5 separate regions of the Mus musculus genome follow, and all the other regions are linked to region 1. A link is a contact called in public HiChIP or PLAC-seq and promoter capture Hi-C data. All regions are on one chromosome and are shown on one strand. The core of a region is the stretch at or near the end of the contact, and the rest is flanking DNA. Distances in the headings are between cores, read along the strand shown.

Region 1 (2,737 bases), core at 178-2,677:
ATGAGGACTGGTTCTGTGAGTGCCATCGGGGTGGTCGAAGGCTCTGGCTTCGCCTCCTAGACTTCTGCCGCTGCTCTCCTTCCGAATCTGACCTGTGGGAAGGACACATCAAGACCTGTTCAATGCTGGCTGCTGCTGGGCACCATCCTAGGTGCTGAGGTACTTGCCTAGAATTCTAGCCTCACCGGCCTGTAAATCACATTGCTCCCCACATGAGCTAGGCTGTCCTTCATAGTAGAGCTACACAAGTCCCAGGGCCATAACAGACAATACAGCAAGAGAAATGAAGGTTAAAAGTGAGGGAGTAGTTCTTTTTTATGTAGTTTTTATTTTCTTTTAATTTTTGATTTTTTTCGAGACAGGGCTGGCTTCTCTGTGTAGCCCTGGCTGTCCTGGAACTCAGAGACCCTCCTGTCTCTGCTTTCTGAGTGCTTGTTTTATTTTAAATATGACATCTACAATGCTATCAGGTGGGAACTCCCTCTACAGCCAGGCTGGTTCTTATCTGTCTCCTAAGTGTTGGGGTTACTGGTGTGTACAGTGCCGTCAAGTCCTGCTGAGATGACAGGTAGAAGGGATGAGAAATGACAGACGAGAGGCCCAATAGATGGACTCTCTGACAGCCCAGGAACCACGAAAGAGGAATACCACCAGGTAGTATTTTGAGGACATGAGTTCGAATCCCCAGTACCCACAGTAAAAGATAGATGTGGCTGTTCGGGCTTGTATCTCCAGTGCTGTATGAACGGTGTCCTGATTAGGCTTTGGTCAACTTGTTAGAAGTACTGCCAGTTGAGAAGAAGGGCTGTCAACTGAGCAGAATTAACTATGAGGAAATGCAAAAAACCTTAACTGTGAGGCAATGGCTTGTAATCCCGAGCATTCCAGAGGCTGACGCAGGAGGCCAGCCCGGGACAAGACAATGTCTATGAATGCAGAGGTGGCGAGTGGAGTCATTCGGTCCCCTATGCTCATGGCCCGCGGTCCCCGGAAGTCTCCTTTGCCCCGGCGCAGCCCGGCATCTCGGATACTGCCCCGCCTGTCCCTCGGCTCCCAGGCCCGAGCAGCCCCCAGGACGCTCACCTGCGCCCTCGGCTGCGCCGCTTGCGTTCGCGCCGCCGCTCGTGTTCCCGTCGCCTTCGGCTGCTCCGCCCATGGCTCCGGCTCCGGCTCCGGCTCCGACTCCGACTCCGACTCCGACTCCGACTCCGGCTGCGGCTCCGGCCCCGGCTTCGACTCCGCTGCTTCCGACCCCTGCGACCCACAGACCGTGAGCGCGAGCGAGAGTCCCGACCCATTTGGCGGCCCGCGCCGCGCATGCGCGCGCGTAAACAACCAGGAAGCTTGGCGCCGGGGGCTTTCCTTTGGCGCGGCGCTCTAAGGACTGTCCAAAGTGCGCCTGATCACAGGGAATGACTTACTCCCTCTAACCGGGACTCCAGGGACAACATAACCCGAGATTTCTCCGGAGTTCTCAAGCTGGGAACACATAGTAGATTCCTAACGGGACGCCGTTAGAACTAGCGGATTGACGCTCCATTCATGCAGTGAAGGAGACTGACCTAGGTGGGCCCTCCCTCGCGCCCTAGGTGACCGGCGAGTAGCGTGCTTAGGGAGGCGGAGCTACGAGGCGGTTGTTCCAGGGCGGAAGAGGCGCCTAGTGGGCGGAGCCTGCACTTGCATGGGCAGTGCCCTAGGGGCGGAGCCTAGTAGAGGAGCTTATGGGGAAAGAATAGGGCTGGGTTAGGCGGGGCTTACGGAGATCGACAACTGTAGATCGGGAGACCCGGCCGGGGACCTGCGCTGGGCGTGGCCTGAGAAGGAACGCAAGAATGGCGGTTACGGGAGCCGGGGTGGGCGGGGTCTGGTAAACTAGATTGACAGGCGTAGACCAATGGGCGGAGGAGTGCATATCAGGATTTGAGAGGGTGGAAGAGGGGCTGATTGAGGCAAGATTGACATCTGTAACTACGAACTGTGAATGGGTACGGGCAGGATATGTAGTCGAGAGTGGCCGACTGAGGAGTGGGAGGAAGTAGAGCGGCGGTGGGCGGGACCTTGGGGGCGAGATGGACACATTGGATCTGAGGGCGGGGCCAATGAACCCAGAAACTGCGCTTAGGGGTCTTGCTGGGCTTGGAAAAGGACGTCAAAGGGGCGTGGCTAGAGTGGGCGGAACTTAAACCTGCAGGGCCCGGTGTACTTCTAAAAATTGAAACCCGGAGACCCAAGCGCTCGCGGGAGTCCTCGGTTTCTAGGGTAGCCTTGTAGCAACCGGTTCCGAGCTAATAAAACAACAGGACATGAACAGACAGTCTCTGGCTGACTCCAGGACGAGTCTGAGTACTACTACGCCCGCCAGCTTGCGTACTGCGCTCAACTTGTGGCTAATCTATGGATAGGGAAGTTTAGGCTTGGAGAAAGGAAGTCATCTGCGAATTGGGATTCATCATGTGGGATCCAGGGAGGGTTTAGAGCGGGGGAGACAAAACACGTGGTGCCCACCCTTCGCCTGCTCTCCCATCGCACGCACGCATAAGTCACCGGAGAGGAGCTGTTTCTTATTAGAGATTTATTACAGATCTCAAAAAGAGGGGCTGTGACAGGTGGGGCGGGGACCTGGACTGCATACATTTGCCGGCTGCGCTGGAGGGACAGGCCCCTCTGGTTGGTGCCAAGAGGACACTGTGCTTGGATTGTCAAACACCAGACCACATAGGCTGAGGACGAGGGATCC
Region 2 (2,737 bases), core at 142-2,641, 1.6 Mb after region 1:
TGTACCCCAAACCCTCTGAATCATCTCCCTGCCTGGTCCCCCAAGTATGGACACCCTGAAATGGTAGCTCCTCCTACTCTAGTCCCCCTAGTGACCCCAAACCTTGGAGACAGCCTTTGTAGGAAAGTCTATTTCGCATCCTCCCCTTGCCCAGATGGTAACACTAAAGTAACAGACCTCTCTAACTCCATGCCCTCCTAAATTAGGGACTGTGACCCTCACTCTGTTCCCTGAGTGGGGACACCAAGACTGCAGTTCCTTCGACTCCCAGGTCTTCCAAATTTGGGATCTCCCCAAGGTGGCAGCTTCTTTAGTCCCCAGATCTCTCCAATCCTGGAGGAAGCCACCTGCAACACTGCTGTCCCTCACCCCAGGTCCCACAAACCTCTCTCAGATGTCCTGCCAGATGTCCCTCTGGCCCATGGTTACTTTCCAGCCCTGTCTCTCAGGTGTGGAACCCTCAACGTGCTGACTTCTTTTATCTTCACTCTCCCAGGCCCCAACACCAGGAGGAGGTAAATTACTAGGGTTCCGTTCCAGCCCTGGTACGCAGGTGGAGACACCAAGATGGTCCAGACAGCTCCCTGGCCACGGACGCCCTCACTCACGTTGGAGATGTTGCCCCAGAGCCTTACTGTCTTCCAGCGTCAGGGTCACCTCTTCCCACACCTTCCCTAACTCCCCAAAACCTAAGCCAATTATAGTCATTGTTGTATCCCCAAACCTTCAGGGTCACGTCCCAGCCCTATTCCGGGAGCTGGGACAGTTAGGGAAGCGGCTCCTTCCATCTCCAGCTGACCAAAATCTGGGGTCATCCCATTCACTTCTGTAATCCAAATCCATCCAAATTACCTTCCAGCCCATGTCCTGGTGGGGACCACCACAAGGTGGCGGCTCCTTCCACCTCCGGTTCCCACAACCTTAGGACGTCTCCCCCAGAGTCCTAACCTTTGATTTGTCTCTCCAGGGCCTCATCTCTAAGATCACTCCCCTCCACCTCGATGCCCAGTCGAGGCTAGGTTCAACTCGAGGGTCACCCACAGCCACTGTTACTCCTCCACAATCTCCAAGCCTCGAGCCCGAGTAGGGAACCACCGAGTCCCCGAAATCGGAGGCTCACCTTAAGTCCGTGACCCCAGCCCGGTCCCAGCACCCCGCTCTTACCCGCCGCGCAGGCGCCTTGGCCGCTCAAGAGCGTGAAGGCCAGCGCCAGCAGCAGCGCCGCCGCCATGTCGCCTCGTCCAGGAGCTGCCCCACTGCGGCTCTATAAGAAGGGCGGGGCGCGCGCACGCAGGCACGCACGTACGCACGCACGCGGCGTCGCAGGGCGGGGCGCCAGGCACACAGGGAGTAGGCACGTACCCAGCGTCCGCCGCTCCCGCTCGCGCTACAGGAGCGGAGCGGGTGGAGAAGCGTTGGCACGTGACCACACAGGCCACACCCTCGAGGGGGTGGGGCCTGGAGCCTGGACTGCCCTTGAGCTCGCGCGCGCGCGCTCTCGCCTCGCTCGTGCTCTCCCTCTCTCCCCCCCTCCCTTACCCCCAATCTTTCCCCTCCCCTCTCCTTTCTCCCCTATCCCCGCTCTTCTCTACCCCCTCTCTCTCCTCTGTCTCTTTTTGAGACAGGGTTTCTCTGTGTAGCCCTGGCTGTCTTGAAACTTACTCTGTAGACCAAGCTGACCTCGAACTCAAACATCCACCTGCCTCTGCCTTTGGATGGAGTGCTGGGGTAAATGCCTGACCCACGATGCTCGGCTGTCCTTTTCAAAAACAAACAAACAAACAAACAAACAAACAAACAAACAAACCAAAACAAAAAAACCCTTACATTTCAGCCTGTTGGTGGTGGCACATGCCTTTTATATCCCAGCACTCGGGAGACACAAAGCAGGTGGACAGCCTAATCTATAGAGTGTGTACCACCAGGACAGCCAGAGCTGCAAGAGAAACCCTGTATCAAAAAACCAAAACCGAATAAAACCAAACCAATCAAAAACAAATTATATTTGAAGGTCGTGCACTGTGGCGCAGGCTTCTAACCCCAACATCGGGAGGCAGAGGCGAGGCAGGCATCTGAGTTTTGAGGACAGCTTGGGCTCTAGCTACGTAGCCAGTTCTAGACTAAGTTGTAAGGTCCTATCTCAAAAATGTATTTATTTGTGCTCGCTTCGGCAGCACATATACTAAAATTGGAACGATACAGAGAAGATTAGCATGGCCCCTGCGCAAGGATGACACGAAAATTCGTGAAGCCTTTAATATTAAAAAAAAAAAAAAAAAAAAAAAGGGGCTGGTGAGATGGCTCAGTGGGTAAGAGCACCCAACTGCTCTTCCAAAGGTCTGGAGTTCAAATCCCAGCAACCACATGGTGGCTCACAACCATCCGTAACGAGATCTGATGCCCTCTTCTGGTGTGTCTGAAGACAGCTACAGTGTACTTACATATAATAAATAAATAAATCTTTAAAAAAAAAAAGTATTTATTTGGGTGCTAGAGAGATGACTCAGTGACTAAGAGCACCGACTGCTCTTCCAGAGGTCCTGAGTTCAGTTCCCAGCAACCACATGGTGGCTCACAGCCATCTGTAATGGGATCTGACGCCCATTACAGATGAGGTTCTGGTGTGTCTGAAGAGAGCAACAGTGTACTCACATAAATAAAATAATTTGTGTGTGTGTGTGTGTGTGTGAGTGTGTGTGTGTGTGTGTGTGTGTGTGTGTGTGTGTGTGTGTTTTCC
Region 3 (2,737 bases), core at 83-2,582, 1.4 Mb after region 1:
CTCCCCTCTCCTTATGCCAGGGGTCCAGGACTTCCAGCCAGAAGCCTCTGACCTTGTGTTCCCTGTCCCCTCCCCTGTCCCCTCTGCTGCTCAGCATAGCTGTGGTCACTGCAGAGGTCTTATATGTTCAGCAGGCCTGGCCCTCCTTCCCTTCCCCTTCTGTGTGATTCTTTGAGCTTGGGGGAAAGGGACGATTTTAATAAAGCCTTGGTGCTCGAGTCCTGTCCCCGTGTTTGTCTTTAGGTTTGGTGGGGGTGGGTGAGACTGGGAGATCACTGAGGGCACGAGCTAGCAAGCTGGACACGGGGGAACCTCAAAGTCTCTATAACATTAGTTCATTTTACAACATGTAAAATGCTTAAAGATGAGGTGCCAGGTTGGGGTTCGATGGGGAAAGCAATTGGTTAGCATGCTCAAAGCCCTGGGTTCCATCCCCAGCACCATTTAAACCACATGGTGACCAGTGACAAGTGATTTTGAGGCCAGCCTGGGCCATGTGGTAGACAGGTCTCATTGTTGGACACCTCTGAATCCTAGCACTCAGGAGCCAGAGGCTGATGGATCTCTGTGAGTTCAAGGCCAGCTAGTCTACATAGCCAGGGCCATACAGTGAGACCCTGCCTCAAACAACAGTCACTTGAGGGCCAGCAAAATGGTTAAGCACGTTAAGGTGCTTGCCGCCAAGCTTGATGATCTGAGAGCAAGAACCAACTCCTTGTCCTCTTACGTGCACTGTGGAAGGCACACTTATACACACACACACACACTCACACAGGAGCCCGTGGCTTGGTGGTACACCTCTGTCATCCCAGTAGGTAGGTAGAGGCAGTCACTGGAGAACCTCATCAGTGTCAGGCCAACCTGAGCTATACAGTGAGCAACGAGCTCTGCTGTCAAGAAACAAAATAGAAAAAACGTGAGTGAGCCTCCAATAGGATGTTAGGGTGCTTGTCAGTTCCTCTGAGGAACAAAATATGGAACGCTTCACGAATTTGCGTGTCATCCTTGCGCAGGGGCCATGCTAATCTTCTCTGTATCGTTCCAATTTTAGTATATGTGCTGCCGAAGCGAGCACAAACAAGGCTTTTCTCCAAGGGATATTTATAGTCTCAAAACACACAATTACTTTACAGTTAGGGTGAGTTTCCTTTTGTGCTGTTTTTTAAAATAATAATTTAGTATTTGTATCTCTTATAGAAATCCAAGCCTATCATGTAAAATGTAGCTAGTATTAAAAAGAACAGATTATCTGTCTTTTATCGCACATTAAGCCTCTATAGTTACTAGGAAATATTATATGCAAATTAACCGGGGCAGGGGAGTAGCCGAGCTTCTCCCACAAGTCTGTGCGAGGGGGCCGGCGCGGGCCTAGAGATGGCGGCGTCGGATCCCGGGCGTTGGGGCGAGTGTGGACCGCGGCCGCCGGGCCGACTGGGCGCCCGGGGCGGACAGGTTAGTACGGCGTGCGGGGTACGGGACTCGTGGCTGGTGCGTTTCAGGCTAAAACCGCGAGCGGAAGGCCGAGGGGCGGGGCTTGCGGGGTCAGAGGGCGGGCCTGGGAACAAAGCTTGCTGGGTAGAGGCCGTTGTGGGAGGGATGTGAATAGGGGGAGCCTAAGGCGACGGGGTTGAGGAGGGGGCGTGGTCCGAGGGGCTGAGCCTCCCTGGGAGGGGCGTGGCCTGAGTTCAGAAGTTGGATGGAGGGGCAGAGTCTGAAGAAATAAGACTGATAGAGAGGGATGTGGCCTAGGGAGCGGAGTCTAAGGTGGGCCGGGGTTGGGGGTGCTAAAGATCTGAGATCGATGCAGAGAGGTGACCTAGTAGTCACAAGCTGAGCAGAAACTGAGGCTGAATTTACCAGTTTGGTTTGGAGGCGGAGCCTAGGGTGATTAGACAATGTGGGTGGAGCTTAACGAGCTTGGGCGGGAGGTGGTGGAGGTGTGTGTGTTAAGACTCAGGATTTAGCCGGGTGTGGTGGTTCACGCCTTTAATCCCAGCATTTGGGAGGCAGAGGCTGCGGATTTCTGAGTTCGAGGCCAGCCTGGTCTACAACGTGAGTTCCAGGACAGCCAGAGCTATACAGAGAAACCCTGTCTCGAAAAACCAAAAAGAAAAAAAAAAAGACTCAGGCTTTTTGCCAGGCGCACGCCTTTAATCCCAGCACTTGGGAGGCAGAGGCAGGCGGATTTCAGAGTTCGAGGCCAGCCTGGTCTACAGAGTGAGTTCCAGGAGAGCCAGGGCTACACAGAGAAACCCTGTCTCAAAAAAAAAAAAACAAAAAAAGGCTCAGAATTTGAGCCTTGGATGTTAACTTGTTGAGAGTATTGTGTGGCATGGGCTGCTGCGGGGTCTAAGCTACTAGGTCCCAGGCAAGGCTTGGAGACTGAACTAGAGTGTAGACTGAGGCCCAGACTGAAGTGGTAGGGGTGGGCCCGGTTGTGTGTGTGGAGGGTGCTTAGCGTTTGTAGGCTGAGCTCAGGCTGATCTGGGTTGCCTAGGGAGGAGTGACCCCAGGCGGGGCATCATGGATTTTATAGCAGGGCTCTCGCTGGAGAACATTCTAGACACCCTTTAGCTGGGAGCTGCTATAGAGCACTGCCTCCCTTTTCCCCAGGAGCCAGGGACCGTGCTGGGTGCGGTGGGTATGATGGACCTGGCCTATGTGTGCGAATGGGAGAAGTGGGCCAAGAGCACGTACTGCCCGTCGCTGCCCCTGGCTTGTGCCTGGTCCTGCAGGA
Region 4 (2,737 bases), core at 166-2,665, 1.3 Mb after region 1:
ACTTCCTGGCTCCTGCAGGAAGCAACATTTACTTGGAAGATACACTACACTGTACACTGAGACACACACACACACTGACACAGCCCCCCACCCCCACCCCGTATGAGGGGCATTGCCTGGGGAACAGCCACACACCTGCCTCCCAAACTGGTTGCAGGGGAAGGCCAGGATTCGTAAACCACACTCAGCATATCGGGCATGCAGATCGACTAGCTGAGTGTAGTTTACGTCAGTTTTGCCTCATTGCGAGGCCACGTTGGTGACGATGCACACGAAACCCCTGGGAGAGAGAAAGAGTGGGAATGAAGCCAGTCAGGAAATCCCCATTTTCAGACCAGCCATGCACACCGCCCATATGACTAGAAACCCACCTGTACTTATCCAGGCAGACCATGTGCCCGTCGATGTCCTTGGCTGAGAATTCGTGCATGGAGCGCGCACAGCGCCAATCATCGCGGGATGCACACTGTAAAACAGGAAAACTGAGTGTCCTAACCCAGGTCCCCTAGGGGAGAAGAATCCGGTGCCAAAGAAAGAAAGTCCTGGGGCACTAGGTGGAGGAGTCTCAAGGTTCCTTCCATTAAGTACGCCCCTTTCAGGTCGTCCTGATAAGATCTGTGGACACCCCTAGAATATGCTACCAGGGAAGAGGACGGCAGGGGTATCCCTGGCCGCACACCAAGCCCAGGAACTCGGAGCTGTTGCAGTACTGGGGAGGCTCTTGCAGCAGAGGCCCCGGGTTGAAAGGTTCAGGAATGGGCTCCATCCGGCGAGGGCGCGCCCTCCTGCGGCGGCGCGCGCGCGCTTTCCTTCGCCGAGGGCCCGGGCGTTTCCTAGGACTTTGGCGTCCAGGTCCACGGCGTCGCCGGCCTCTCGGGGATCCGCCGCGCTGTCTGCAGCGTCCCCGCTTGCGGGCGGCCGCGCGGCCCATGCCCGCCGGTCTGTGCGTCCCAAGCACAGCGCGGGGACAAAGAGCCGGTAGCCAAGGCGCCGCCGACTGTGACGCACCAGGCCGGGCAGGGCGCGTGACCAGGTCAGAGCCCGCTATGGTGACCCCGACACCGGTTCTCACCGCCCAAGGACCTCCCGCGCCGAGGCCTAGCCTTGTTCAACCCCGGAGATGCCTATCAGGCTCCGCTTTCCCACCTGGGTGCCCCCTTCTCTAGCTAACCGATCCCACGACCCCTGATCTCCACCCTGGATACGGTGACCCGACTCCGAACCCCGCCCCCACCCGCGATCCTCCAAGTTCCCAGTAGCCCACCATGGTGCCTGCCAGACCAGGCGCAGCCAGAGCCCCGCACAGCAGTGCTGGCTTAAGTAAGCGGCTCAGACGGCCCCAGCTCATCTCGGCGGCCGGAGCCAGCGGCTCCTCCCCTCACGCAGCCGACCAATGGACGCGCGAGGCCGAGTATGGCTTGCCCGCCCTCGGGCACGCCCACTGACGTCTCTTATTGGTCAGATGCGCCTGCGCTAAGACGCGAGGCCCCTGCAGCCAATGGGAAGCCTGAATGAAGGGACGGCTTGGGCGGGGCTGGGCTTACGAGTTTGTTGTTATCAGCAACTGCGCATGCCCAGTGATAGGGACGCGGGAGAAACGGGAGCCGCGTTCTCGCGGACGACGCGTTGGAGGGCTGTGGACAGTTATCCGCGAGGTTGCCTGCAGCGGAGCAGGGTGCCAGGGCGCTTTGGGGAACCTCTGGGAATAGAAAGCGTGTCAAAGTCATCCCCTTAAAGAGCCCCTTTGAAAGTACAGGAGTCTCCTTTTTCTACTGGAAACAGAATCTCATGTAACCCAGGCTAGCCTTGGACTGTTTATATAGCAGAGGATGACCTTGAACCCCTGGACCGCCAGCCTCAGCCTACTGAGTGCTGGGATCTCGGTGTCGGCCAATCCCCACATCCCTTCCATTTCTATTTTCTTTATCAGAGGTTGCCTCCTGTAGCTCAGGCTAACCTAAACTATGGAATGGCAAAAGTGTGCTGCCATGAGGTGTAGGGATGGAACCCAGAACCTGCAGCATGCAAGTGAGGGCTCTCAACCCATTGAGTCCCGAACCCCAGATGTAGCTTCTCCCCCCCCCCTCGACCCCCAATTTTACAGTTCAGCCGGTCTTAGAACTCAGCAATCCTGCCTTAGACTCCTAGGTACTAGGGTGATAGATAGGTCAATGACACCAGGCCCTATCTTGTCACCTGTAGATATTGATTCCTGTGAAGTTGATTTGAGGGGGTGATAAGAGGGCTTGGTGAGAAAGCCATTGCCATGAAAACACAGGACTATGTCCCAATCGAAGCACCCACGCAATCTGGTGCACAAGGATGCTCTTGTAATTCCAGAACCTGCGATTCCGAGGCTGGAGCATCCCTGCAGCTAAGTCAGGTCACCCAAGTACTCGTGGTCAGAGAGAGAACCTGCCTCAAAACCAAGATGGAGATGGGCCTAGTGGTCACACTCTTAGCCCCAGCCCTTGGAGCCTAGAGGGCAGCCTGGTCTGGTAAGCAAGTTCCAGGTCAGCCAAGGCTACAGTGAACCCTGTGTCAGGAAAGCAAGGTGGCAAGAGACATATAAATAGTTACTATTGTCCTCAGAGGTCCCTGCCTACATCAAAGAAGCCACAGGTCTTAGGGGCCTAAGTGAGAAGCTGAAGGCCCAACAGTTCCTCCTGCAACTTCACCTATGGCCTTGTCCAGCCCCCACAGCTCTCAGCCCAGCACTGGGCCCTTTGCCCTCCCC
Region 5 (2,737 bases), core at 139-2,638, 1.2 Mb after region 1:
TGAAATGTCTATGTCTAAAAGAGTGTCTAGAAGAGGTGACTGAAACAGAGGGCAATGCAGTGTAGTGCAGCGTGCTGATCCAGCCCCTGGTATGGGGTTTCTGAGAAACCCAAAGGCTGTCTCACAACCACTCAGGAAGTTGCTATGAGGTAGTCAAAAGTGTAAAACCAACCCAGGCTTACAAATAGCATGGCTGTAAGTTGGTAAAACCTTGGCTAAGGTCTATCCAATTAAGGATATTAGGTCCAGGGCTGGAGAGATGGCTCAGTGGGTAAGAGCACTTCCGAAGGTCCTGAGTTCAAATCTCAGCAACCACATGGTGGCTCACAACCACCCATAATGAGAACTGATGCCCTCTTCTGGTTTGTCTGAAAACAAACAGTTTACTTACATACAATAAATAAGTAAATCTTTAAAGAAAAAAAAAAAAAAGGATATTTGGTCCAGGCAAACCCAACAGGATGAGGAGCTTCGGTCAATCCCAGGTGACCCCAACAGTGGCCAGGCTTCTGTTCTGAGTCCAAATCTCCTTCAGGATCTGGGTCCAGGCAATTTCCAAGAGCTCCAGGTCTGGGTACTGGTGACCCCTATCTGGGCAACAGCTTGGGGACTTGGGGAATCCCCCACGGGTAGAAACTGTGAGCCATGTAAAACCCAAAGGCATTGCTCTGTGCTCCATTGTTCATCCTAGCTCCAAGTGACACCACCTAAGCCTTGAGTAGAGCCTGGGGTTCATATCAATCTCGGGTACAACACCCAAGGACAGGGCCTGAGTGACCACCACCAAGGTGTAGAGCCTAGAACACCCCAAAACAGAAGGGTTTGTGAAGGCAAAATCTGGGTTCCAGATATAGGTGATCCACCTCCCAGAGGGTGGAGTCTTATGTCCAGGTGACGCCCTTAGGGGTGGAGCATGAAGTTTCAGTGAACACTGAGGTCGAGCCCTGGGTCCAGGTGACCCCATCCAGGGGTGAGGTCTGGGGTGGGGGGAGGTTCACAGGGCCCCATGGGGATGAAACAAATGACCTAATACAAGAGAACCTCTTCCACGGGTCAGATCAGGGGCTTGACGAGTCTGGGGGATGTGAGTTCGTACCTGCGTCGGGGAGGCAAAGGTGAAGGACATCTGTCCGGGCCCGGCGGCGGGGGCAGGTGCAGCGGCGGCCTCGGCGTATGTACGCGCCTGAAGCATCAGGCGGCGCAGGCCCGGGTGACGAAGCAGTGAGGCGGGCAACATGGTGGCGGAAAAGTCAGTGGACTCTAGCTTCGCGGGCGGCCGACACACTGGGCAAGCGAGGCGGCCTTCAGGGAGGGAGAAGGACGACGCGCGGTGCCTTCTGGGAGGCGCAGTTCCCACAAGAACGCACGCGCACAGGATTCTCCGAAGGCTGCGCGATGCAGTACGCGCTGAGCATTCTGGGAGGTATACTTTCCCTTGGCCCCACCCCTTGCAGTGATGCCTAGAAGTGGGATCCTCCTATGCCGGGTGGGTCATTCTGGGAATTGTAGTTTTCTTCGCCTTCTAACAGCAAACGACTCTGGGTTCTTGGGATGCGGTTCTTTCTGCAAACGAACATATTCCCTCAGGAGGGGAATGTTTGCGCGGAAATGATATGGGCTTGATATCAGGTGCCAAGCATTCGAGGCCCAGAAGAAGCAAACCTGTAACGTGTTGGAACAGAAGAATTAAAATGTAGAGTGCGGTGACACACTCTTGCAATCCCCGCACTCGGAACAACCTATTTCCAAAAGTGCATCAAATATAGATGGGCAGTGGTGGCGCGTGCCTTTATTCCCAGCACTTGGGAGGCAGAGGCAGGCGGCTTTCTGAGTTTGAGACCAGCCTGGTCTACAGAGTGAGTTCCAGGACAGCCAACAGCCAGGATTATACAGAAAAATCCTATCTCGAAACACACACACACACACACACACACACACACACACACACACATATATATATATGCATATGCCAGGCGCAGTTAATCCCAACTCCCCGGAGGAAGACTCAAGCGGGGCTCCATGAGTTTGAGACCAACCAGGACTACATCATGAGAAGCTGCTAAATAAATAATTAAATTTCATGATGCCCGCTGCGGTGCGTGCTGGGGAGAGGTCGTGCCAGGAAAGAAGTGCACCGGATGGCGGCAGAGGGCGCGCGAAACCTGGAGATGTACTCGCTCTTCTCCGCAGTCCCCTCCCTGCGGGCCTCCGCCCCTGCGTGCCACTGACGCAGGAGCCCGTGCGCAGGCGGCCAAGGGGCCCCACTGACGCCAGTCTTGTCCGCGCAGCCTCGCTCTCGGTCATGACGTCATCACCCTGCCCCCGCACTCACGCAGGTTCCGGCCTCCGCTCAGCTCTTGGTCCCCATGCCCCACCACGTAGGTTCACAGAAAATGCAGGCATAGGCTTGATGGGGCAAACAGAAGGAAAGCCATTAGCTTTGTTGGATCTTAGAGGAGCAGCTGGCAGCTAGAGGGTCGTGGTCACCCTTGAACCAGAGCCTGGCAGATGCAAGACTACAAGCTAGACTACAAACTTATTCTACTAACTAGAGACTCTGGCACGCAGACCTGCTCAAAAGCCAGCAGTCCTGGCCTTAATCAATCTCTATGAGAGACACCTAGTTCCCAGTCTCTATAATCTGGACAGTTTCCCTGGGCAGTGGGCAGCTAGAAACCCCATTCCCTTCCCTACTCCAGCTCTTAAACAGATACACACGCGCGCGCGCACACACACA

Evidence for each region. Promoter capture Hi-C pulls out the DNA fragments that hold promoters and counts their contacts. HiChIP or PLAC-seq counts read pairs in DNA pulled down with a chosen protein or histone mark.
Region 2: a contact with region 1 is called in a FOXA1 HiChIP or PLAC-seq map of pancreatic cancer cells. The contact joins the promoter of Bsg here to the promoter of Cactin in region 1. A contact is called at or near these places in 2 of 39 promoter capture datasets (cranial neural crest and second pharyngeal arch cranial neural crest) and 1 of 115 datasets of contacts at active chromatin or transcription factors (pancreatic cancer cells).
Region 3: a promoter capture Hi-C map of liver shows a contact between it and region 1, with 6 times the contacts expected there. The contact joins the promoter of Med16 here to the promoter of Cactin in region 1. A contact is called at or near these places in 6 of 39 promoter capture datasets (the C10 cell line, cranial neural crest, hippocampal neurons and 2 more), 1 of 115 datasets of contacts at active chromatin or transcription factors (pancreatic cancer cells) and 2 of 9 other capture datasets (adipose tissue and macrophages).
Region 4: a contact with region 1 is called in a promoter capture Hi-C map of liver, with 6 times the contacts expected there. The contact joins the promoter of Gpx4 here to the promoter of Cactin in region 1. A contact is called at or near these places in 2 of 39 promoter capture datasets (cranial neural crest and liver), 1 of 484 Hi-C or Micro-C datasets (B cells), 1 of 115 datasets of contacts at active chromatin or transcription factors (pancreatic cancer cells) and 1 of 9 other capture datasets (liver).
Region 5: a contact with region 1 is called in a promoter capture Hi-C map of hippocampal neurons, with 3 times the contacts expected there. The contact joins the promoter of Atp5d here to the promoter of Cactin in region 1. A contact is called at or near these places in 4 of 39 promoter capture datasets (embryonic stem cells, hippocampal neurons and liver), 1 of 484 Hi-C or Micro-C datasets (B cells), 4 of 115 datasets of contacts at active chromatin or transcription factors (astrocytes, cardiomyocytes, kidney and 1 more) and 1 of 9 other capture datasets (liver).

What each region holds. Positions count from the first base shown.
Region 1 is chr10:81,319,793-81,322,529 of GRCm38.p6, reverse strand. It overlaps Cactin (cactin, spliceosome C complex subunit), which reads right to left and starts at 1,427. Exons shown (of 9, transcript NM_027381.2): 1 at 1,084-1,427; 2 at 1-92. The coding sequence starts at 1,319. It overlaps Pip5k1c (phosphatidylinositol-4-phosphate 5-kinase, type 1 gamma), which reads right to left. Exons shown (of 18, transcript NM_008844.3): 18 at 2,556-2,737.
Region 2 is chr10:79,703,012-79,705,748 of GRCm38.p6, reverse strand. Bsg (basigin) reads right to left here and starts at 1,391. Exons shown (of 8, transcript NM_009768.2): 1 at 1,165-1,391. The coding sequence starts at 1,231. It overlaps Gm25794 (a small nuclear RNA gene), which reads left to right and starts at 2,159; the gene lies at 2,159-2,265.
Region 3 is chr10:79,907,533-79,910,269 of GRCm38.p6, reverse strand. It overlaps Med16 (mediator complex subunit 16), which reads left to right and starts at 1,332. Exons shown (of 15, transcript NM_198107.2): 1 at 1,332-1,452; 2 at 2,614-2,737. The coding sequence starts at 1,375. R3hdm4 (R3H domain containing 4) reads left to right here. Exons shown (of 8, transcript NM_177994.5): 8 at 1-218. Gm24019 (a small nuclear RNA gene) reads right to left here and starts at 1,075; the gene lies at 969-1,075.
Region 4 is chr10:80,052,243-80,054,979 of GRCm38.p6, reverse strand. Gpx4 (glutathione peroxidase 4) reads right to left here and starts at 1,415. Exons shown (of 7, transcript NM_008162.4): 1 at 1,265-1,415; 2 at 372-466; 3 at 136-280; 4 at 1-12. The coding sequence starts at 1,348.
Region 5 is chr10:80,140,966-80,143,702 of GRCm38.p6, reverse strand. It overlaps Atp5d (ATP synthase, H+ transporting, mitochondrial F1 complex, delta subunit), which reads right to left and starts at 1,388. Exons shown (of 4, transcript NM_025313.2): 1 at 1,097-1,388. The coding sequence starts at 1,237.